Regions from separate parts of the Mus musculus genome. Here region 1 is linked to region 2. A link is a contact called in public ChIA-PET data. All regions are on one chromosome and are shown on one strand. The core of a region is the stretch at or near the end of the contact, and the rest is flanking DNA. Distances in the headings are between cores, read along the strand shown.

Region 1 (3,365 bases), core at 596-3,095, 340 kb after region 2:
TGGTGCAGTGTGACCAGATTCCTTAACCCCCTGCCTCCATGATTTCCTTACCACAGAAGACTGTATCCTCCCAAACTGTGAGGTGCAATAAACCCTTCCTTCCTTGAGTTGTTTTTTAAAAGAAGGGTAGTCTATCACTGCAACAGGAAATGCAGCTAATACCTGTATTACTGAGTCACTGGAAGAGTGGCTCGGGCATTTTGTGGAATACCTACTTACACACTCTTAGGAGACATTCAATCCTGGTTCTGCCTCTGAAGTTTTTCACGTATTCATCCATTCCACAGATGCTCGATGTACTGTGATACTTGCTGATCATTTAACGATGATGGTAGTCATTTAGTACTACCAAGAAGAATACAGGCCTGTCTCGCCGTGACCATTACTGGTTTTCTTGGACCAACCCTTTCATGAACTCAGTACATAGATGCTGAATGCGTTTAGTTATGAATGGATGTGGTGGTTTGGGTCATCTTGACACAAGCTAGTCATGTGGTAAGAGGGAATCCCAGTTGAGAAAATGCCTCTATAAGATTGGCTTGTAGTGTATTCGTAAAGTTAGTGATGGATGAGGGACAGCCCAGACCACTGTGGTGGTGCCATCCCTAGGATGGTGGTCCTGGGTCTTATAAGAAGGCAGACTGAGCAAGAGAGTAAGCAGCCCTCTTCCATGTCCTCTGTATCAGTTCCTGCCCCCAGGTCCCTGCCTTCCATAAGCAATAAAATGTAAGCTAAAGTATAAGATAAGATAAACCCAGTCCTCCCCAAGTTGCTTTTGGTCATACTGTCTTATCACGGAAACAGCAAGCCTAATTAAGACAGTGGCAGGTCTCGAACGCCCCCCTCCTGGTAACCAAGAACGTCTTTAGTGGTCAAAGTGGCATGCACACTACCAGGAGATTTAACTTCTTTAGAAATTCCTGTCACTTTTACTTGACTCAACAAGTAGCCATGTAGTCCTGAGCCACAGTTTACACAAATCCAATGGTCCTTAGCAGTTTACTCTTAGAAAACAATTCCATAAGATTTCTAAGGAGGGGACTGGACCAGAGGCAGGTGTCACACAGCTTCTGTTGCAGGCTGAAGAATTAGTCTTACTAATTGCATTAAGGTGGGAAGAGTTTAAGTTTTGTAAGATCACGTAGAATGCTGGGAAATGAAGCAAGCCAAAAGTAACGAAGTGCTATGTCCAGTCAGATTTATAGCAAGCAATACGGGAGGCCAGTGGCTTATGTCTCATTCTATGCCTAAGGATAATGGATGTTCCTACGGGCAACACTGATGCTCTCTCGGCATGGGAATCCCCTTAGGCAGTAGCACGGCTTCAAAAGCTGCGGCTGGGAAAACCCAGATGCAAAGCAGTCAGGATAGCAAGTATCTAGAGATAAACTTGGTACCCTATGCCACATCCCCCAAATAGCACATCCACAAAATTTTAGTGATATAAAACTGAAACTTCAAGCTGGCAAAAACCTCAGATAGCATTTAGATCAGACTGTAAACATGTAGTCTTTGAACACCTTCTTATTTAGAGTATCATTTACATAAAAAGGGCGTTGCTCTGCCCTCAGGGTCCCTCTTGGTTTTTTTTTTTGTTTGTTTGTTTTTTGTTTTTTGTTTTTGTTTTTATTCACTATGTTTAGAAGTCCTTGCCAGGCTCCAAGACACCTGTAAAGACATCTAGGTTCTAACAGGTCACTGAAGAAATAAGGGAGAACAATTTCAGAGCTAGTTTGAAACGAGGCAGTTCGGACAACCGAGTAAGAACAGAGCTTCTTAGTGAGCTGAGGCTGAGAGAAGTCACGACGAATTTCTTTTAAGTGTGGCTAAACAGTAAAACTTCGCTTGTGGTCTGGTACACTTCCTGGCAACTTTTACAAACTCCACTCTTCATCTCTTTCCTTTCCTGATGTAGTGCTATCACTCAAGAATATTAGGTATTATTAAAGGATTTATTTTTCAGACAGTCTTATGTAGCCGTCTGGCTCCCAACTTGTTAGAAAGCCCAAGGGTGACCTTGAGTTCCTGAGCCTTTAGCCTCCTGAGTGTTAGACCACAGGCATGCACCTCTAAACAGGGTTTAGGGTTAGATTTCTGAGACTTCCCAGGGTGATTCACATTTTCGCAACACATTCAGTGTTTCAATTCTTTGATATTACTTATGGTGTAATCTACTTCTGACCTTTTCCACAACTGTCTGTTTTTCTTAGTTTTAAATTATCACCATATAAGCATCATAAAATGACTTTAAAAGTCACTGATGAAGGACAGGTGGGATGGCTCAGTGGGTAGAGGCAGGTGAACTGACGTCACAAAGCTGTCCCCTGGCCTCCATTGCACACCACAGACAGTGAGATGGTCCTCTTGCAAGTGCTCTTAGCCACGAGCCACCTCTTCACTCCTAATAAAAATTCAATCATGAATGAGAAAAGGCTAATTTAATATTGATTCATTATGCTAACCACAAGGATTTTTGACTAATACACTCTTTCCTTATTTCAAATGTTTTTTAAAAAGCCAACTGAAATATAGGTGTGTTTTATTCATTTTTACAAATTTTTATTTGGTGTATATGAATATTTTGCTTGCTTAGATATCTGCACACCACCTGTGTGTCTGACCCCCATGGAGGACAAAAGAAGGTACTGGATCCGCTGGGAACTGCAGGTTCAGTTATTAGCAGCCCTGGGGACTCTGGGACTTGAACCTGTGTCCTCTGGGAGAACAGTCAGGGCTCTTAACCAGAGCCATCTCTCCAGCCCTCTAAAGTTTTATTCTTAGTAGCTCAACTTGGGGAAAAACAAAAGAAAACAAGCCCCCCCCCCCAAACAAAACAAAACAGTCAAATTCAAATTGTTGAAGCAGCTAACTGGATACAGAGTATTTTAGTTAGGGTTTTACTGCTGTGAACAGACACTATGACCAAGGCAAGTCTTTTTTTTTTAATTTTTTTATTAGATATTTTCTTTATTTACATTTCAAATGCTATCCCAAAAGTTCCCTATACCCTCCCCCTGTCCCGCTCTCCTACCCATCCACTCCCACTTCTTGACCCTGGTGTTCCCCTGTACTGGGGCATATAAAGATTGCAAGACCTAGGGGCCTCTCTTTCCGACTAGGCCATCATGTGCTACATATGCAGCTAGAGACACAAGCTCTGGGGGTACTGGTTAGTTCATATTGTTGTTCCACCTATAGGGTTGCAGACCCCTTCAGCTCCTTGGTTACTTTCTCTAGCTCCTCCATTGGGGGCCCTGTGATCCATCCAATAGCTGACACTGAGCATCCACTTCTGTGTTTACCAGTCACTGGCACATTCAGCAAAATCTTGCTGACGTATGCAATAGTGTCTGCGTTTGGTGGCT
Region 2 (3,141 bases), core at 337-2,836:
TTTTGTTTTGTTTTATTGTTTTGTTTTGGAAGACGCTGTACTTCGATTTATAACATGAAGGGTCCCTTGTGCTGCGATTCAGTTATTTCTTGCGTCATTCTTATGTGACCTGCTTTGAAAAAAAAAAAAAAAAAAAAAAAAAAAAAAAAAAAAAAAAAAACTCCACACATTGTGTTTCCCTAATGCCTTGACCTGAAAAGGGTTTTTCTTCTATAAAACAAGACTATCCAATGTTGCTGAATTAGCTTTTAGAAAACACTGAGTTATTGTGTCCAGCAAACTACAAATCCAGAGCCATCGGTAAGTTTACTTAAAGAATGACAGATCCCATTTAAATACTGTCTCAAAAAAGTTTATAAGCCTTCTCTTGCAGTTGGACGGTTACTTCAACAACGGCCACCAGGGGGTGCTTTGCGTCTTCTATTTTCAATAAACAGCCTGCTGTAGTTAACGGCACCGCACATACAGAGTGACTTAGAACACCTATAACCTGTCCTTTCCACTCTTTGTGTAGGCAAATTAACATGTTCTCATTTTTTATATTAGCCCTCATGTATCTTAAATCAATAAGGGGAAAAAAACTCCCTTCCTGTTTAATTAATACTCACCTATTTATACTCAAATAATCACTTTCTTGGAAATTTTAATTCTGAATGGAACTTTTTTTCTGTTTTCATATTCCCACTGACATGAGAAATGCATGTGTCAAGTATTAAAAGTAATAAATTTTTCAAATCCAAAACAGTCATTCTATATGCCTAAAAGCTTTTAAAGTAAAGCCATGTTTAGTATGCTTACATATGGTTCCCAAACTTTGTACAGGACACACTTATTACACAGCGCACTGTCTTGGACTCTCACACCATAGTCCTGCTTGATTCCCAAGCACCCAAAGTTCTATTTGCTAAGAACTCTTACTTTGAATAATGTAAAGTGTATTTAAGTTCAGACCATCCAATACCTCTTTATATACATAAATGGGGAAATAATTTATCTTTCATTATATCTTACTGGCTCTGTTAATTCTACTTACAAATTGTATTATATGACAGTGTTTGTATGGGATCTGGAAGGATTTCAGCTGAATAGCTTGGATCTCTGATGTGGGTACAGTTACGATTGACTGAGGACATAGATAAGATTTCCCGGAGACTGAGGCAGGCTTCGAAAGATAACTCAGTCCCATGGTGCCTCAGCTCCCTACTTGATGTATGGTTAGATTGGATCACTTTCTCACCACGTGGACTTCTCTAGAAAAGGACTTGCAGGTCCTTAGTTGTAACAGCTCCCAGAGATGAAAGAAAATGGCTCTATGGCTTTCTAGGACTTACCCTTGAAAGTAGCGGCCCCACCCCCACTCCCCAACACTTCTGTCAGATTACATTCCTAAAGTGCTGGTCAGTTGGTTAAGCCCACACCCAAGGAAATGGTTAGACTCTATTTCTAAAGGAAAGATTGTCAAAGAACAGTTGATCGTTTAAAAACCATCACAGTACCAGTCAGGCACCTGTCAAACATCAGAATGAGATTAGCACCGCTGTCATCATTTCCTGACTCTCGGATGTTTTCGTGTGGGCTCTGCTTTCGACCACAACAACCACTGAAAACTTCGCCTCACAGATGTATGTCTTCGGAGAACCCAATGAGGTGCAATTTGCAACCTCCCCTGAACGCGCAGTACCCGTGACGGCCAAGAGATGTCGCTGTTCTCTCTCAAAAAAAAGCCACGTTGCCCACTGAGCTCCCAAAATAACGCCTATGAAACTACTAAGCCATTTGGAAATTGACGTGATCGCCTTTTGCTCAAAGACAAAAAATGAAGGTTGAAAGTTAATGCAGCATTCTGAGGGGGCTACTGGGAATAGAAGGGTGGGGCGGGGCGGAAAGGAACGTAAAGACGATCAACACAAAGTGGGCTGTGAAAACACAGTAATCTGTTACTTGCGGGCTGAGTTTAATGCTACTAATAAGGATTATATTCTCATGAAATTTCGCAGTTACCTAAAATTCTGTTAGATTTTTCTTTTTTCTCTTCCAAAACTGAGAACCCTATGCCAAATCAGGCTTCCGGTTTTTGTAGTAATTTTAAGAACACTCAGTGGCAAATTAAAGTAGTGTTGAGACAGACAGACGTTGAGAGAGAGACAGAGCGAGAGAGCGAGTACCTTCAGCTGGTACTTATCACGAAGCCTGATCTGAATTCAATCCGGGGACACATGACAGGAAGAGAGACTCACACCCCACACCCCACACCCCACACCCCACACCCCATGCACACGAGCACACACAGGTGCGTGTACAGATGCACACATGGAGGCCAGAAGTTGATGGCCAGCGTCTTCCTTGATTGTTTTCCACCTTCTATAAGGAGGCAGAGTTTCTCACTTGAGCCCAGAGTTTGGTGACTGAAGTAATCTACCTAGCTAGCCAGCTTGCTCATTGACACACAAACACCCATGCAGAAGTAAATCAATCAATAAATTAAAAAAATGTAAGAAAGAAATGCGTAGATGATGGATGGGTAGATGGATGGATGGATGGATGGATGGATGGATGGATGGATGGAGAGAGATATAATAGATAGATAGTAGATAGTTGATTAGGAAAATTATAAATGAGGAGGCTGTTTCTATCTGTGGAAACAGAGGAGCCTTCTACCCCTGTCTGCTTTACTTCCTTTTCCTCCAGGGTATCAATATCAACTCTACGCTAGCCTCAAATCCAGAATCTTTCTGCTTCCAAAGTGCTGAGCCCAGCATCAATGTCAACCCCAAAACAGCTGAATATGGAGGAAAAGCCATTCAAGGAGGGGGAAAAAAATAAATCAGTTTAAAACTTTAGCTTTAAAAATTCAGGTGTGAGACTCTGAGTTTGGCCCCTGACTGTGCAAAAAGCTCAAAAGATAAAAATGAAAAGAATCACCAACCAACAAAATTGTGCCTCACTTAATCTTTTTCATAACTTCTCTTTTTCTTTTCTAGCATAAGGCGTTTTAGTGCGGGCTTCGAGCCTCCACCAAATGATCACATGGCCGTTACTTCCTTACTCAGAGAAAGTTAATCTTTAGTAAGAAGGGCAAATATTTGCGGCAGATAAAATGAAACACGTTTCTTTTTGTACTTGCCTGGAACTAATTTCAGT

Evidence for each region. ChIA-PET counts read pairs in DNA pulled down with a chosen protein or histone mark.
Region 1: a contact with region 2 is called in an RNA polymerase II ChIA-PET map of memory CD8 T cells, with 166 read pairs. The contact joins two enhancer-like sites. A contact is called at or near these places in 1 of 15 datasets of contacts at CTCF or cohesin (CD8 T cells), 8 of 484 Hi-C or Micro-C datasets (CD4 T cells, CD8 T cells, Th2 cells and 3 more) and 4 of 115 datasets of contacts at active chromatin or transcription factors (CD8 T cells, effector CD8 T cells, large pre-B cells and 1 more).

Annotation. Positions count from the first base shown.
Region 1 is chr16:78,536,151-78,539,515 of GRCm38.p6, forward strand. No RefSeq gene overlaps it. Among named protein-coding and RNA genes, the nearest start is that of 4930478L05Rik, 22 kb to the right of the region's middle. Within about 2 kb of position 1,846, at least 33 of the 459 cell types and tissues checked have an H3K27ac peak or open chromatin away from gene starts, as enhancers often do. A contact at or near this core is called in CD8 T cells, Th2 cells, effector CD8 T cells and 1 more, where this site is marked.
Region 2 is chr16:78,197,270-78,200,410 of GRCm38.p6, forward strand. No RefSeq gene overlaps it. Among named protein-coding and RNA genes, the nearest start is that of Gm31613, 24 kb to the right of the region's middle. Within about 2 kb of position 1,587, at least 56 of the 459 cell types and tissues checked have an H3K27ac peak or open chromatin away from gene starts, as enhancers often do. A contact at or near this core is called in CD8 T cells, Th2 cells, effector CD8 T cells and 1 more, where this site is marked.